Linked DNA regions of Triticum aestivum: region 2 is linked to region 1. A link is a contact called in public Hi-C data. All regions are on one chromosome and are shown on one strand. Each heading gives the region's core, a stretch centred on a gene start, on an enhancer-like site or on the middle of the called end of the contact. The rest is flanking DNA. Distances are from core to core; before and after follow the strand shown. Region 1 holds the start of LOC123090973 (serine carboxypeptidase-like 18). Region 2 has its middle 69 kb from the start of LOC123094404.

Evidence for each region. Hi-C and Micro-C count contacts between places; a contact is called where the count stands out from the background.
Region 2: a contact with region 1 is called in a Hi-C map of leaf, with 4 times the contacts expected there. The contact joins the enhancer-like site here to the promoter of LOC123090973 in region 1. A contact is called at or near these places in 2 of 5 Hi-C or Micro-C datasets (both in leaf).

Annotation. Positions count from the first base shown.
Region 1 is chr4B:55,546,221-55,554,035 of IWGSC CS RefSeq v2.1, forward strand. LOC123090973 (serine carboxypeptidase-like 18) reads left to right here and starts at 4,992. Exons shown (of 10, transcript XM_044512357.1): 1 at 4,992-5,222; 2 at 5,306-5,451; 3 at 5,564-5,640; 4 at 5,726-5,848; 5 at 5,947-6,049; 6 at 6,455-6,492. The coding sequence starts at 5,038. LOC123090972 (lecithin-cholesterol acyltransferase-like 1) reads left to right here and starts at 2,576. Exons shown (of 2, transcript XM_044512351.1): 1 at 2,576-3,068; 2 at 3,183-4,304. The coding sequence starts at 2,668. The coding sequence ends at 4,101. It overlaps LOC123090971 (RNA cytosine-C(5)-methyltransferase NSUN2), which reads left to right. Exons shown (of 15, transcript XM_044512347.1): 14 at 1-125; 15 at 198-598. The coding sequence ends at 400.
Region 2 is chr4B:55,735,258-55,743,072 of IWGSC CS RefSeq v2.1, forward strand. No RefSeq gene overlaps it. Among protein-coding and RNA genes, the nearest start is that of LOC123094404, 69 kb to the right of the region's middle. Within about 2 kb of position 3,629, at least 3 of the 8 cell types and tissues checked have an H3K27ac peak or open chromatin away from gene starts, as enhancers often do. A contact at or near this core is called in leaf, where this site is marked.

The sequences.
Region 1 (7,815 bases), core at 3,742-6,241:
TCCAGTCGACTTCCAGCATCTTTTACAATATCGAACCATTAACTTTGCTTGTTTTGCCGATGCTAGATTCGGGGAGGAGGCTTCATCTTTGATGCCTGGTTGCTGCGTTGTAGTGCTGCGTGAAGGTAACATTATGCCCTATGTAGACCTGAAAGAACCCATCACTTATGGTAATGTAAATCTTGTTAATATTTCAGGGTGTCAAGTTGCGGATTCCATAGCCAAGGACCCCTCCCCAATCGCCATTGTTTGCTGGAGAGGAAAGGCGACTATGAATGTTTTGGTTTCTCCGGCCGATCGGAAGGAACTGCTAGAATATCGCTTTGGGTTCAAAGCATTCAAAGTCGAAGATGAGAAATCCAACAAAGAAATCGATGCATTAGCTGAAGGGAGCCTATAACAATGCTGTAGATGATCAGAACTTGCATTCCAATGAGGCATAGTAAACAAAGTTTACCGGCATTGCCAGGATTTGCTGCTGAATGTCGAAGGACTATTTAGAGCAACCCGAAGGTGATTATCTGCTGGTTTTCAGTGCACATTTTTCACTAATCTTGTAATACAAGTTAATTTCATATGAAAAAGAAATGTTAATAGCTTTTGAATGTGCCAGACCATGCACCATCGAGGAAAAAAAACATGTCACCATGAATTAATCCATACCAACTTAGGTAAAAGGGCAAAACCACAGAGCAGGTAGTTGCTTGTTGATTGAAGAACCTGCGGCAAAGAACAATATGTAGAAGAATTCTTTCTTTCTGAAAGAAAGAAAATTGTGGATGCAATATCTGACTTTTCATTATGTGGTAGTGATGCACTGGTAATTCTGAAGTGAATGAGATGAAGTAATGTGCAAATGTTCTCAAATGTCTTAGGATAGTCGCCACTGGTATTTGATCTTTTTTTAAGGACATTGCTAGGCAGCAAACGGTTGCAGCGTTGCACAAACGAGCGCGTTTCTATTTTGGGCAGGTGTCAGCGCATAGGCCCACGGTCCATACATAAACGGCTTTGCTGCTCACGCGCCACATATATTAAGTGTTGAAGAGGCGGGAATCCATGCTTGTCTTGCTGGGTCTGTACGTTTGGTTGCCTGCATCTAGCCCAAACAACCCCGTTGGATGCAAGGAAAGCTGCTTGGTTCTGTACATAAGGTTCTCTCCCTCTAGTCCTCATCCCGGTGGTGCGTCTAGTATCATTAGTGGGCGTGTGAAGATGCGTCTCCGGTGGATCTATCTTTATCTTTGGTGAACCTGCTCGGATCTGATCGTCGTTCGTCTACGTTCGTGAGTCTTTAGATTGGATCCTTTTGATTTACGATACTCTTCATCGGCGGCGGTTGTTGTTCTCGTGCGCTGGTCTTATGGGGTCTTAACAAGATGACTTTTCGCTTGTATATTACAACAGGTTTTGCTGGCTCCGGTGAGGGAAGGGCGATGACGGCGGCGCGTCTAAAGCTCGTTTCAGTGCTTGTAGTTGTCGCTTGGTGGTCTATGAATCTGCATGCAATTTTTAGTCGCCACTGGTATTTGATCTTTTTTTTAAGGACATTGCTAGGCAGCAAACGGTTGCAGCGTTGCACAAACGAGCGCGTTTCTATTTTGGGCAGGTGTCAGCACATAGGCCCACGGTCCATACATAAACGGCTTTGTTGCTCACGCGCCACATATATTAAGTGTTGAATAGGCGGGACTTCATGCTAGTCTTGTTGGGTCTGTATGGCGCATTTGGTTGCCTGCATCTAGCCCAAATAGGCCCGTTGGATGCAAGAAAAGCTGCTTAGTTGTGTACACAAGATTCTCTCCTTCTAGTCCTAATCCCGGTGGTGCGTCTAGTATTGTCGATGGGCGTGTGGAGTTGTGTCTCCGGTGGATCTGTCTTTGTCTTTGGTGGATTTGCTCAGATCTAATCGTCGTTTGTCTACGTTCGCGAGCCTTCAGGTTGGATCCTTTTGATATGTGATACTTTTCAGACGGCGGGTGCTGTTCTGGTACGCTAGTTTTAGGGGGTCTTAGCCAGACGACTTTTCGACTGTATATTACAACAAGTTTTGCTGGCTCCGATGAGGGAGGGGCGATGACGACGGCGCGTCTTCGGCTCGTTTCAACGCTTGTAGTTGTCGCTAATTGGTCTATGAATCTGAATGTAATTTTTATTATTTCTGGTGTCCGTTGCACTGCCACGATTGAATATGAATATTTTTGGGGCGCTATTTTTTTCCAGAAAAGCTTAGAAAGGGGTTAAGCTCTGAAGAAAGGAAGAAGTTTTTTAGTGCGAGGGGTAGAGATGCTCGAAGCTCGGTGCGTATGAACAGAGCAATCGATTGCACGGCGCATAGTAACAAGTACTAGCAACGATGCAGCGTGTGCAGTGAGTGACTGGTCACTGTCCCCACTTAAATCGCAGGTAGGCTACCAAGGAACGCTACGCGGCTACGCAGTACTGTGGCGTGATTAAGCAGTAGTTAGACGCGAATTGATCGCAGATTCACAGCGCACCCGAGACTACCGACCCCTCCAAGGACGACGTAACTACCATTTCCACCGTACGCGCGCCCTGCCTTTTTAGCCACTACTACAAGCCATCCGATCCCAAGAGACAAAACAGCGAACACCAAATCCCAAAACAAGCAAGAAAACCAAAAATTCCATCACACAAACGCCCATCATGGAGAGATATCCGCTACGTATGGTCGTGCTGTTAGCTATGCTGTCGCTGAGCTCGTGCTGCGCCTCGTCGGCCGGCGGGGGCGGCGGGCAGCTGCTGCACCCGGTGATACTCATCCCGGGCTCCGGCGGCAACCAGCTGGAGGCGCGGCTGACGGACGACTACAGGCCGTCCAGCCTGACCTGCCGGGTGTGGCCGCTGGTGCGCGGCCGCGGCGGCTGGTTCCGCATGTGGTTCGAGCCGTCCGTCGTCGTCGCGCCCCTCACCCGCTGCTTCGCCGAGCGGATGATGCTCTACTACGACCGCGACGCCGACGACTACCGCAACGCGCCCGGCGTCCACACCAGGGTCTCCGAGTTCGGCTCCACCTCCACCCTCCGCTACCTCGACCCTACCCTCAAGTAATCCATCGACCTCTTCTTCTTCTACTACTATTTCTTCATGTCAATGATGCAGATGTCGCAATCAGCAATGGGCCAATGGCAGTGAGACGACATGCCAAAATTGACGTGCAGGGTCCTGACGGGGTACATGGACGTCCTGGCGAGCACGCTGGAGAAGGCCGGGTACGAGGAGGGGCACGACCTCTTCGGCGCGCCCTACGACTTCCGCTACGGGCTGGCCGCGCCGGGCCACCCGTCGCAGGTGGGCAGCGCCTACCTGGAGCGCCTCCGGCTGCTGGTGGAGTCCGCGTGTGCGGCCAACGGCGGCAGGCCGGCGATCCTCATGGCGCACAGCCTAGGCGGGCTATACGCGCTGCAGTTCCTAGCGCGCGCCCCGCCCGCCTGGCGCGCGGCGCACGTCAAGCGGCTGGTGACGCTGTCCGCGCCGTGGGGCGGCTCCGTGCAGGAGATGCTCACCTTCGCCTCCGGCAACACCCTCGGCGTGCCCTTCGTCGACCCCACCCTCATCCGCGACGAGCAGCGCAGCTCCGAGAGCAACCTCTGGCTGCTGCCCACGCCCAAGGTGTTTGGCAACACCACGCTCGTCGTCTCCCAGCGCCACAACCGGACCTACTCCGCCAAGAACGTCACGCAGTTCCTCAACGACATCGGGTTCGCCGACGGGGTGGAGCCGTACCGGGCGCGGATACGGCCGCTCGGCGAGGTCCTGCCGGAGCCGGGCGTGCCGGTGACATGCCTCGTGGGCACCGGCGTGGACACGGTGGAGAGCCTCGTGTTTGGGGACGAGGGCTTCGACGCGGGGCCCGTGGAGGTGGTGTACGGTGACGGCGACGGGACGGTGAACCTCGCCAGCCTCATGGGACCGATCAAGGCCTGGTCCGACTCGCCGTCGCAGGTCCTGGAGGTGGTGGAGCTGCCCAAGGTGTCGCACATGGGCATCCTCAAGGACAAGAGCGCCCTCGACCAGATCCTCAGGATTCTTGATTCCATCAATCTAAACGCCACGAGCACCACGACTTATCAGTCTTAAAACAAATATATGTTTGCAACAGTAGGTTTTTTCAGGGTCTTTTCGTTGGGAAAATGTTGTTGGGATTTGATAGCTAGTGGCACTTGCCAGATGGGAGTAGAGATCAACCATCTTCTTATTGACTTCAACAAGGATTCAACAAAGAGACATCTAGTGTTGAGTCGGAATATGGGCATATTTTATTTTAGAAAAGAAGAATTATCCCCGTCCTATGCATTATAATGATGCATGCAACCATTTTATTAAGCAAATATCCGAAAAGTCTGTGATGTGGTACAAGCTCGCTCGGAGCTAAAAAAGTAAAGTTAAGATAAAAATTGCCCGGCAAAAATAGGACGAGATGACTAAACATCTAGACCTAGGTCCATGTTTTTTTAAACTCCTTGGATTTGAGGAGTTTTTTTTCAATAAAAATGAGTTAAAGTTTGAAAAGGCATTTAAGGAGTTAAATTCAGTTAGAGATGCCCCTAAGATAGCTACTCCATCCGACTCGAAATATAAAATCATTTCTGATACTATAATAGTGTAAAAGATGGTCTTACATTTTGAGACGGGTGGAGTACTTTCTCGTTCTTTCCTTTCCTTGTTCCCTGTGCTTGGACAAAATCTTGCATTTCCATTATGTGACTAACAAAAAGGGCATTCGTAAAAAACTGAATTCTGATTTTGTCCACAGTGAGCTTGAATATCCTGGTTCACCGTTTCTCCGTGGCGTATATATACTGGTTTTTCATCTCTACTTGTTACATATTCTGGTCGACAAAACATTCTCCTGTCGACGGAAATTAGTGAGTAGGCGAGCTTTCCTTTTCGGAAAGAAGGTGACATGCCAACCGTTTCCACGTGACAATACCTTCCACGCATCCAAATTGATTCGAGCAGCAGACAGCAGTACAGGTACGGCTACGTGCCTAGAGGCACAAAGAAAGAGAAAGAATGTCCTCGAAGCTTCTCCGGCTGCGTACCGCCAGGCAACGCCACTTCCTGCCGCCGCCGCTGCTGCAGCTCGTCCCCGTCCTCCTGCTCCTGCCGCCGTCACGCCCGGCGTCGGCGGCGGCGGCGACGGCGGTCACGCACCTTCCCGGATTCGATGGCCCTCTGCCCTTCAACCTTGAAACAGGGTAAGCTCTAGGTGCGTACCTCCACAACTAAAGCTTGGTTGAAATGGCACCAGACTCATGGCCGGAGTGGCCGTGTGATGCAGGTACGTGGGCGTGGAGGAGGAGACCGGGGCGGAGCTTTTCTACTATTTCGTCGAGTCGGAGAGGAGCCCCGGCACCGACCCTCTGCTCCTATGGCTCACCGGCGGTCCCCGCTGCTCGATCATCATGGGCCTGGCCTTTGAAATCGGTCAGTTCACCAAATCGACTCCCACTTTCTGACATTTTTTTCGAAAAGGACTCCCACTTTCTGACATAATTCCTGCTCATATACATCTATCCGCCATTGTTTTGCACCATAGGTCCTCTGAAGTTTGTGTTGGCACCGTATAGTGGCGGTTTGCCGGAGTTGGTGTATAACCCATATTCATGGACAAAGGTGAGATTATAGATGATATCTTCGTCGAAATCAATTTCATTTTTGATCAGCTTTACATGGTTTAGTGACGACAATTCTCGATCAGATGGCAAACATACTCTTATTGGATTCACCGGTCGGTTCCGGTTTTTCGTTCGCTCGTGATCCCAAAGGCTACTATGTTGGGGACTACTCGTCATCTTCGCAGGTCCAAACATTTCTAAATAAGGTGATGAGAGGCATCACTGATGTCGTACCATCATACTGTTTTGCATGGAGAACTTCAAAGTGTTGATTATTGGCCGCTCTATGCATGTTTATGTACAGTGGTTCACGGATCATCCGCAGTACCTTTCAAATCCTTTCTACATTGGTGGAGATTCATATGCTGGAAAGGTGATTCCACTTATTGCACAAGGCATTTCAGAAGGTAATTATTAGCTCTTTAGAACATTGCACATCCATGCGCATTCCTGAATGTATAATAACAAGCGGGAGAAGAGAAGTAGATGGGATCATAATCAACACGACGGCGGGAGAAAAGAAGTAGAAGAGAAGAGAAGTAGATGAGAAGAGAACACTGTTTGCACACTTTTTAGGATAAAGTAACTTTTTATGTTTTTGCCTCAAATTCTAACATGGACAAAGGGGAGAGAGCTGATGTCATGGTAATGATGTCTTGTCCGACACATAGGACAAAACCGGTAAAACCTGCCGGGGGTTACAATCAGCACATTTTTCTAGAGTTGTCATATGAACTGAGGCGGTAATTTGGAATTTCACCAAGAGTTGAGGAGGTAATGTGGACTTACCTCTTGATTATAATATTCTCCAGGAATTGACATGAGGCAGCAACCTGTCATCAATCTCAAGGCAAGTTATTAGCTATCCATTGAACATTTAACTCGACAACAACAGTATAATGGAAAAGAGTGCGAGACCGTGTATTTATTCTATTGCCATGTTAATGCAATTATTTTTAGGGATATATGGTTGGCAACCCTATAGCAGATCCAAAGTTTGATGAAAATTACAAAATTCCTAGTGCTCATGGCTTTGGGATAATATCTGATCAAATATATGAGGTGATGCCACATTTGAACACTTCAACAATAGCATGTGATTTTTTTTGCAATATGCGTTGATCTAAGTTGTAGCATGGTTTCTTTTTGTGAAGAGTGCTGTGAAGAATTGCAAAGGAGATTACGTTAACCCCGTGAATGAAATGTGTGTTGAAGTGTTGCATACTATCAATAATGTAAGATTCATGTATTGCTCTATTGTTATGAACTAGTATGGTATTGCAAACATCATCTAATGCACTTCCCTTCTATCACAACTCATTTCTGAAATTTCAATTGAACACATCTTGTACAAAAAATGTGACATTGTTGCGCCAAAGACCATAGACGATGCTTCAAGAAGAAATATTTTGTTGGAAGAATCTACCCAGTTAAACAAGCCACCTGCTCGTCCAACTATAGATTGTTTTGTCAGTCTCTCTTCATCCATGGGGTGTCAGTTTGATATAAGAATTTCGGTGAATGTGAAAATTGTCACATGATGTTGTTCCCATAGCACAAACTTATCTAGAATTGTTTTCTAAATTGTAGACATATGGTTACTATCTGGCTTACTTTTGGATGAACAACAACATGACTAGAAAAGCTCTTGGGATCAAGGAGGTACACACCATGTCTGTTGCATGAAACTTATTTCATAGAGTATGCATCCGAAGGTATCATTATGTAGTTTTAACTTCTTTAGATATAAAATTAGACATGGTAGGGTAAAAAAATGTTGTAGAAGTAGAAAAAGTAAAGAAAACCATCACCTTTTGAATCCTGGACTTTGCATCAACTCTATATTTACTCATGAATTTTTGTTAAACATCTAAGTACACTAGACACTTCTATAACATCCATTGACATCATGTGGTTTGCACTAACATGACATCCAAAGCTAGTGTCACTTGGATGGTTGCGACATAGATACAATACACACGTTTGCTAACAGTGTGAGGTGAAGGTGAGGGCGACCGGTTTAAAAGGAGACGATTGGTAACTGGCAACTTTGTACAAGCCTTTATTTGCATTTTATTTTCCGAGTGTACACAATTTATTAATTCTAAATTGTATGGTTCTCTTTAGACGATTTCAAAGTTTTCATACCAAAACAGAACTTGGTGCAAGGTTT
Region 2 (7,815 bases), core at 2,379-4,878, 190 kb after region 1:
CCAACGCCAGCGGTCGACGACCCCTTCTACAACCGCTACATGGAGGACGTGATCTTCGAGGGTGGGCATGACCATACCTACGACCCCGATGAGACCCAAAGTCAGGATGGCCGCGCCGAGTACGTCCCCGATGAAGAGGCCGACGACCGTGCTGACTACGGCCATGGTGACTCATGGCATGAAGATGATGACATCTATGTCGAAGGTGATGATGAAGAAGAAGAAAGCAATGTCGTTGATATTAGTGGTGCGCCATTGTTCATCGACGAGCTCACCCAAAGAGCGGAGGCACAAAAGAAGAGGAAGAGCATTCGCACGGGTTCATATACACAAGATGAGGACAAGTTGATTTGCGAAGCTTGGATGGAGATTAGCCAAGATCCGAGGACCGGCGCGCAATAAAAGGGCATTGTTTTTTGGACGAGAGTCCACAAAACATTCCATGAAAGGAAGATGTTTGAGCCCTACCAAATTACAAGCAACCGTGGCATCGACTCGATTCAAAAAAGATGGTTGTTCATCCAACAAGAGTGCAACAAGTATTGCACCGCATTTGAGAGCGTTGAAGCACGGCCCGTGAGTGGTCTCGGCGTTGGGGACATGGTATGCTCTCCTCTTTCTAGCCCTTTCCTTGCTACGGCCATGAGACTTCGGCCGTGTATATGTTTGCATGTTCACTTATTGTTGATCATGTGGTGTAGGCATTTCAATCTTTGGAGGCATTCAAGGCCCGGCACAATGACAAGCCATTCACTCTTACGCATTGTTGGACGATCATCAACAATTGCCCTAAGTTCAAGGATCAATACCGTGAACTTCAAAGAAAGAGAGGCAAGAAGACGGCCAAGTTCGCCGGAGGTGGGGATGGCGAGGCGTTGAAGAGGCCGAGGGGCAAGACCAACTCTAAGGTGGACGACATACGTGACGCCTCATCCATGGCCTTGCATGAGACTTTGCATGGCATGATGTCCCAAAAGGATGTGAGGGACGAGAAAAAGCGGCAAAGCAAGGACGAGAAAATGAAGCAATACCTAGACCTTCAAAGACAGAAGCTTGAGATGGAGGAGGCGGCCAATAGGAGGAAGATCGACATGGAGGAGGCGGCCCGGCAAAGGCAGCTCGACATGGAGGAGGCGGCCCGGCAAAGGCAGCTCGACATCGAGGCCGACAACGTCAAGGCCAGGCAGAGGCAGCTCGACATCGAGGCCACCAATGCCGCCACCAAAGCGAAGGAGGTGGCCCTTGCGATCATGAGCGTGGACTTGTCGAAGATGAGCGACAAGACGAGGGCCTGGTTCGAGGCCAGGCAGAAGGAGATGCTCGACGCCGAAGGCCTGAACTAGGTCGTCCGATCGGCGTGGCCGTTCTTTTTGAGGATGGCAAGGGTGCCGCCCGCCCGTCGGGCCGCTGGCAGTGTCCGGTGAGAAAACATTCATTTTGGAGGCCGGCTGTGTTGCCGGCCGCTGGCTGTGTTGCCAGCGAGGAGAACTATTTATTTTGGAGGCTGGCTATGTTGCCGGCCGCTGGCTGATGCCGGCGATGGACGTGTAGGCCGCTGGCTCTGTTGCCGGCGTGATGAACCGGGGCCGCTGGCCTGAACTAGGGCTTGGCATTTGAAACGTTGCTTTTAGTTTTTTAAGTAGACGCAGACAGGATGGGGCAAATGGATGCGGCCGCGCGCTGGGCGCACGGCCACCGGATCCCAGGACACGCCCGGACACGACCCCAAATCCCTACCCAAACGGACAGAATCCGGACAAAACGGACGTCCGTTTGGGGTCGCGCGGTGGAGTTGGCCTTAACGCGATCCTCTCCGCCTTCACGGTCTACTGGTTGTCCATGTTCGAGCTACCGCCTTGGGCGCGTGCCAAGATTGACAGGCTGCGTCGTGCCTGGCTCTGGAAGGGTGAGGAGTCCTGTCACGGCGGGCACTGCAAGGTCGCATGGGGGATTATCTGTCGGCCGTGCCAGCTCGGTGGCCTCGGTGCGATCGACCTGGTGCGTTTTGGTGCCGCCATGCGCCTACGTTGGTTGTGGCAGGAGCGTGTCTCCCTGACCAAGCCCTGGATCAGCCTCCCGATGCCTTGCACGATCGTTGACAGAGCCATCTTTGCAGCAGCAACATGTGTGACCATCAGTTGTGGGGAGTGTGCTCGCTTCTGGTATGATAGCTGGCTCGACGGTTGCGCGCCATTCACCATGGCGCCCGAACTCTTCGCAGTCTCCAGGCGCAAGAATCGTTCGGTCCGAGAGGCATTGCATGGCAGGCGATGGGTGTCCGATCTTCAGGGATGGATCACTGCGCACACCCTGCCTGCATTCGTAAGCCTATGGTCCGCGATCAGCCAGGTAGCGGCCTGATGAGTGTGATGCTTTCTCATGGAAGCCCAACGAGAGTGGCTCCTTCACGGTGACGTCTGCTTACATGACTCAGTTTCTTGGATCTACAGTCTCACCGCTATGGGCCTCGGTTTGGCAGGCTTGGGCACCGGTGAAATGCCGCCTTTTCGCCTGGTTCTTTGGCCAGAATAGGATCCTTACTGTTGACTGCTTGCTTGCCAGGCAGTGGCCGAACTCCTACTTCTGCCTGCTCTGTCGCCGAAACTTGGAGACCGTCGAGCATCTCCTGATCACCTGCCCCTGGTCGCAGCAACTCTGGGCGTGAGTTGCCGATCGCTTCCGCTTGCCTGGATTTCTTCCTGCTTCTTGGCCTCGTTGGACGTCTCTCCACGAGTGGCTCTCTAATCTCTCGGCAGATGCGTCCTTGGCCAAACGCAACAAGTCGATGGCGCTGATGGTCCTTTGGTTCATCTGTAGGGAACGAAATGGCCGTATCTTCAGGAACAGCGAGCACCCGGTCTCCCAGGTGCTGGATCAGCTGCTCGATGAAGCTAGGCAATGGGCGCTCGCCGGAGGCCGGCATCTGTGCTGGGAGTAGTCGCTTAACGTTTCTTTTTTTTTTGTCTCTTCTTTCTTTGCCGCTGCTCTTGTGGCCGGCTCTTTGTACAGTTGGCTCCAGCCGTTCTTCCGCTTAATGAAATCACAACTCTCCTGCGCTCTTTCAAAAAACAAAAACAGTACTATTAATTGTAACAAAAAAAAATTCCAAACACATACTCATCGGTCGGTTTGGTCGATCCGTGGTCGGCTCAATGACACCGTGAACCGACCGATGAACAAAGTCGCAAGTGATCTTGGGTCCGTATGGTGGGCGCCAGGGCGGTCCAACACCGTGGACTAACCGATGGACGGGCCACGAGCACGCACACACGACGGCATCGGGCGTCGTCGACCGTAACCGTGTACCGCCTCGATCGATCCCTGGGCTGCTGCACGATGATGTGCGTCGCGTCGCGGCAGACCGTGCATGGTCCGTGCCTGCCTACCTTACTTTGACACGGTGCGACCGAGCCGATGTCCCGTGCGTGAGTGATCGATGGCCCTGATCGACGACGCATGGATGACCCGGAACCACCCCCCGCCTTCCCCTCCAGCGCGTGTCTGGCCGGCATCGAGACCGACCGACCGGTCAGGCAGCGAGTTGGCGTTGGCCGGCCACGAGCACGACGCTATCGGCCGAGTGTGCTCGATCCAACCGTGTACCCCCGTGCTCCGCACCGATGCGCACGTCTCGTGTTCCGTCCTTTGCACGGAACCAGCGAGCGAGCCTCCCATCCCGTCCCCTTTCCCTCCCCTCCCCTCCCCAAAATAAGTAGTACGCCGCCCTCTCCTTCCCCAATTTCCAAATTCAAAATCGAAATCGCCCACCTCTCCGCCCCGCCCTCCCCGAGCACCAGAACCTCCACCGGCCACCCCAGAGCTCGCCGTCTCCCATGGCGGCCCCGGCCCCCCTCGCCGTTGATTCCCTTGGCGCGGCTATCGAGGCGTTCATGAACGCGCCCACCGCCCCGCCGCGTGGTGGTCATCACCTCCGTCGAGGTCGCCCACTCCGCCGCCCTCCTCGCGTTCCTCGAGTTGCAGGCGGACCGCGACCTCTGGGAGATCGAGAATGGCGGCCGCCTCAACGAGCTCGCCTCGATCGACCGCATGTTCCACGCCATCGTCGTCGATGTGCTCCCGGTACTCGTCGCCGACCCTGTCGCTGCTGTCCCGCTACGCCGTCTTCATCCAGGCCTCCGCCCCCGCCGTCGGCGGCGACTTCGAGCACAGCGCCACGCTCATCTGCCAGGACATGATCGCGTACGCCGACAACACCCGCCGACACCCCCCGCGACTCTCCGCCGCCGACCTGCTCCGCCGCCTGAAGATGTTCCGCTTGGAGACAGTCACCATCGCCGACCACGGCATCAACGACGACAGCCACGTGTTGGCGTGGATGATGGGCCTCGACCACATCCACGTGAACTCCTTCCGCCGCCTCGCGAGCCTTAGGGAGGAGGTCTTCGACGGCCCCCCCGCCGAGTACCGAGTCACCATCGACGCCCTCCCCGCCTCCCACTCCTCCGCCCTCCTCGGCGTGGTGTACTTCGAGGGCGGCGCCAGCGACTGGATCGTTCGCAACGCCGCCCGCCTCACTGCCCTGGCGAACGTCGACGTCTCCTTCCAGCTCATCGGCCTCGGCCTCCTCCCCTTCCTCCACGACAACCCCACCAGCCAGCCAGCGCTTCGGTTCCTCGTCGACTACGTCCGCGACGTCAGGGAGAAGGTCGGAGCCATGGGCGGCGAGTTCGTCACGCACGCCACTGACATGTGTGACAACCTCATTGCGAACGGCACGCGCCCCCTCCCGCCCCCGGAGATGAGGATGGTTACGGAGCAGCTGCGCCGGGATCTCGATGTCTTCAGATCCCGCGACCTGTCCATCCACGAGTCCGACTCCACCGGCGAGCCCACCTCAGGTTCGTCTGACGCCTCGGACTCCACCGGCGAGCCCGCCTCAGGTTCGTCTGACGCCTCGGACTCCACCGGCGAGCCCACCTCAGGTTCGTCTGACGCCTCGGACTCCACCGGCGAGCCCACCTCAGGTTCGTCTGACGCCTCGGACTCCACCGGCGAGCCCACCTCAGGTTCGTCTGACGCCTCGGACTCCACCGGCGAGCCCACCTCAGGTTCGTCTGACGCCTCGGACTCCACCGGCGAGCCCACCTCAGGTTCGTCTGACGCCTCGGACTCCACCGGCGAGCCCACCTCAGGTTCGTCTGACGCCTCGGACTCCACCGGCGAGCCCACCTCAGGTTCGTCTGATGCCTCGGACTCCACCGGCGAGCCCACCTCAGGTTCGTCTTAGGCACAGATATATGGTGTTTGCCTGCGTTCCTTATGAGAGGGAGAATTCTGGCTTAACGAGTTGCTGCTAAGACTTGGCCATAGTGAGTTTTGGATGGCGAGACTACTGATGATATGTACCTGGATTATATTGCCTGTTAATCAATACTCTTAATATGTACTTCGCCATAGAGTACTGATGATATAGTTCGTGATTGTTTGTGTTGATTGTTTATCCTTGTAGGATGTGCAATTGCTTCTCTGAAAGCTATATTTTACTAGAACAGTAGTTCCTTCTGATATGCTCTGTACATATTGCATTGTTGCTCATCAGTCTTTTGTCCATTTAATTGTTGCTCTTTAAAACTTACAGTAGCACCATTTCCATTTGAATGGAATGATTCCAAAATGCAATTGACTATTTTCAAGGAACTATATTCACTACCTGTGAGTTTGAAAAATAAAAATGCGGTATGTATACTCTGTCAGAAATGTGAAAGACTCTGCATAATACAACTTGTCCTAGTTTATATCATTATATATGCTATAATAATTCCATCATCTGAAATAATAAAATTGGAAAGATTCAGATCTGAGAATAATTGTTTATTTTGGATGATCATAGGATTCAATACTATATTAAGCTTGATGGCCATTATTTCTCATGGTTACCATATCAATTCGACCTTGGAACTGTCCTCCTGCATGTTTGAGGTTAAGAGTGGACACTGATGATATGTACACGAATTATATTGCCTGTTAATCAATACTCTGATGGTAGCATCATGTCCGTGACTAGTGCATTGAATTTTGCTTTGAACTTGTTATTTGTCAGCTTGTATTCCTTAATTAGAGCACACCATCTTTCTCCAAATTCTGATGGTAGCATCATGTCCGTGACTAGTGCATTGAATTTTGCTTTGAACCCATAGTGCTTGGAATATTAATTCCAATTTTCGATTTTGCATTCCTTAGAACATGCCATTGGCACCATCTATGATTAGAGTGCGGCCAAGTTGTTTTCAGAGCTGCTTCCATTGCTGATGCTTGATCTGGAACATGAGAACATCAAAACCCTATTAGATAGGTCAACATTTCCGGGAATGATAAGTATGTGTAGTGATAACTGATTTGGTCACAGCAAAAATAACAGACTAACCAGTTAATATTATTGATAGCTTCACATTCCCCATAACTCTAGCAAAAGTGGAGAAAACCCATTCAAATGCTTCTGTAGTTTCAGCTGTCATTAGAACACCAGCAAATACAACTGTCTGGAAGTGGTTGTTGGCTCCAACAAATAAGCCAAACGGCATCTTATAAAGATTTGTTCGATATGTCATGTCAAATGTTACCACATCGCCGAAATGTGAATAGTCAACTTTGTTCTTGCCTGAGCACCACAACATATTCGTTATTGTTCCTTCACTATCAACATCCAAAGCAACAAAAAATGTAGGGGCTGTCATTTTGAGTTGTTCTAAAACTGCAACTGTTTTGCCAATGTCATCTTTCAATTTCTCCTGGGCAAGTCGTGAACAGAGGTTCCCACATGCTCATAGTTGTAATCTCTTGATGCAAAATCTGCTAGAGATCGAAGGCTGTATCCCTCACCCACCTACACAGCTAGGTGGACTGGCAGTCCAGACTCACCATGACGGCGCTGGTTTCTCTGCATCCAGAGTGACCACATCCCATGTATGATCACCGCCCTGTCCTTCCTAGAACACACCCTGTCATCAAGCAAATCACTAGCCCATGAAGTCGGATGAAAGACAGGCAATTTAACCCCTGTGATCTTTTTAGCTTGTTCTCAGAAAATCCTTGCTATGGTGCATTCTGTCAACACATGTCGCACCGATACCTCCTCTGAACCACATGTTTCACAATGAGCAGTAGGTTCCAAGTGTCTCCGATGGAGCTCCTGCTTTGCCGGTGAAAAATCATGCATAACACGCCACCAAAACACCCTGACTTTGGGATTTCCATATCAGCTTCCATGGCCCCTCCATCGATGAACCCGGATTATCATAGCCTCCTACCGCTTGGTTTTGCACATCTTCTTGCAGTTGATATGCCGATCTGACAGAATAAATACCATGCTTCTCTTTCTCCCATGCCCAAATGTCCTCTCCTCTAGACACCATTGGCAGCTTGAGGATTGCAACAACATCAACAGGGAAAAAGATATCTCTGACAAGCCCCTCATTCCACGCTCCACTCTCAGTGGTGACATCAGAAACTGTCACGACGATCTGTGATGGACAGAGGAGGAGATGTGATGTAGACAGTGGCAATTTTGCATTGTGATGGGCCGTGGGCCCCAGGGGGTCAGCTGATGGCCAACAAAGCACACGCCAGGGTCATGATCATGGCCAGGGTACCTGCTAGCCAAAATGTGTGGTGGTTTTAGCAGCTTAAGCACTCTTTGGTTTGGGGCTAGCTAATTTTGTCACTCACACCCAATTCATGTGGAGGCCCTTGCCCCACCTATCCACATTAGTGTTGAAAAAGATGGGAGATTAAGCTGATGCTGTTCTTTGTAATTGGTTGCTTCCTCTTGTGGGGTTGCTTCCACTCGCCAGGATT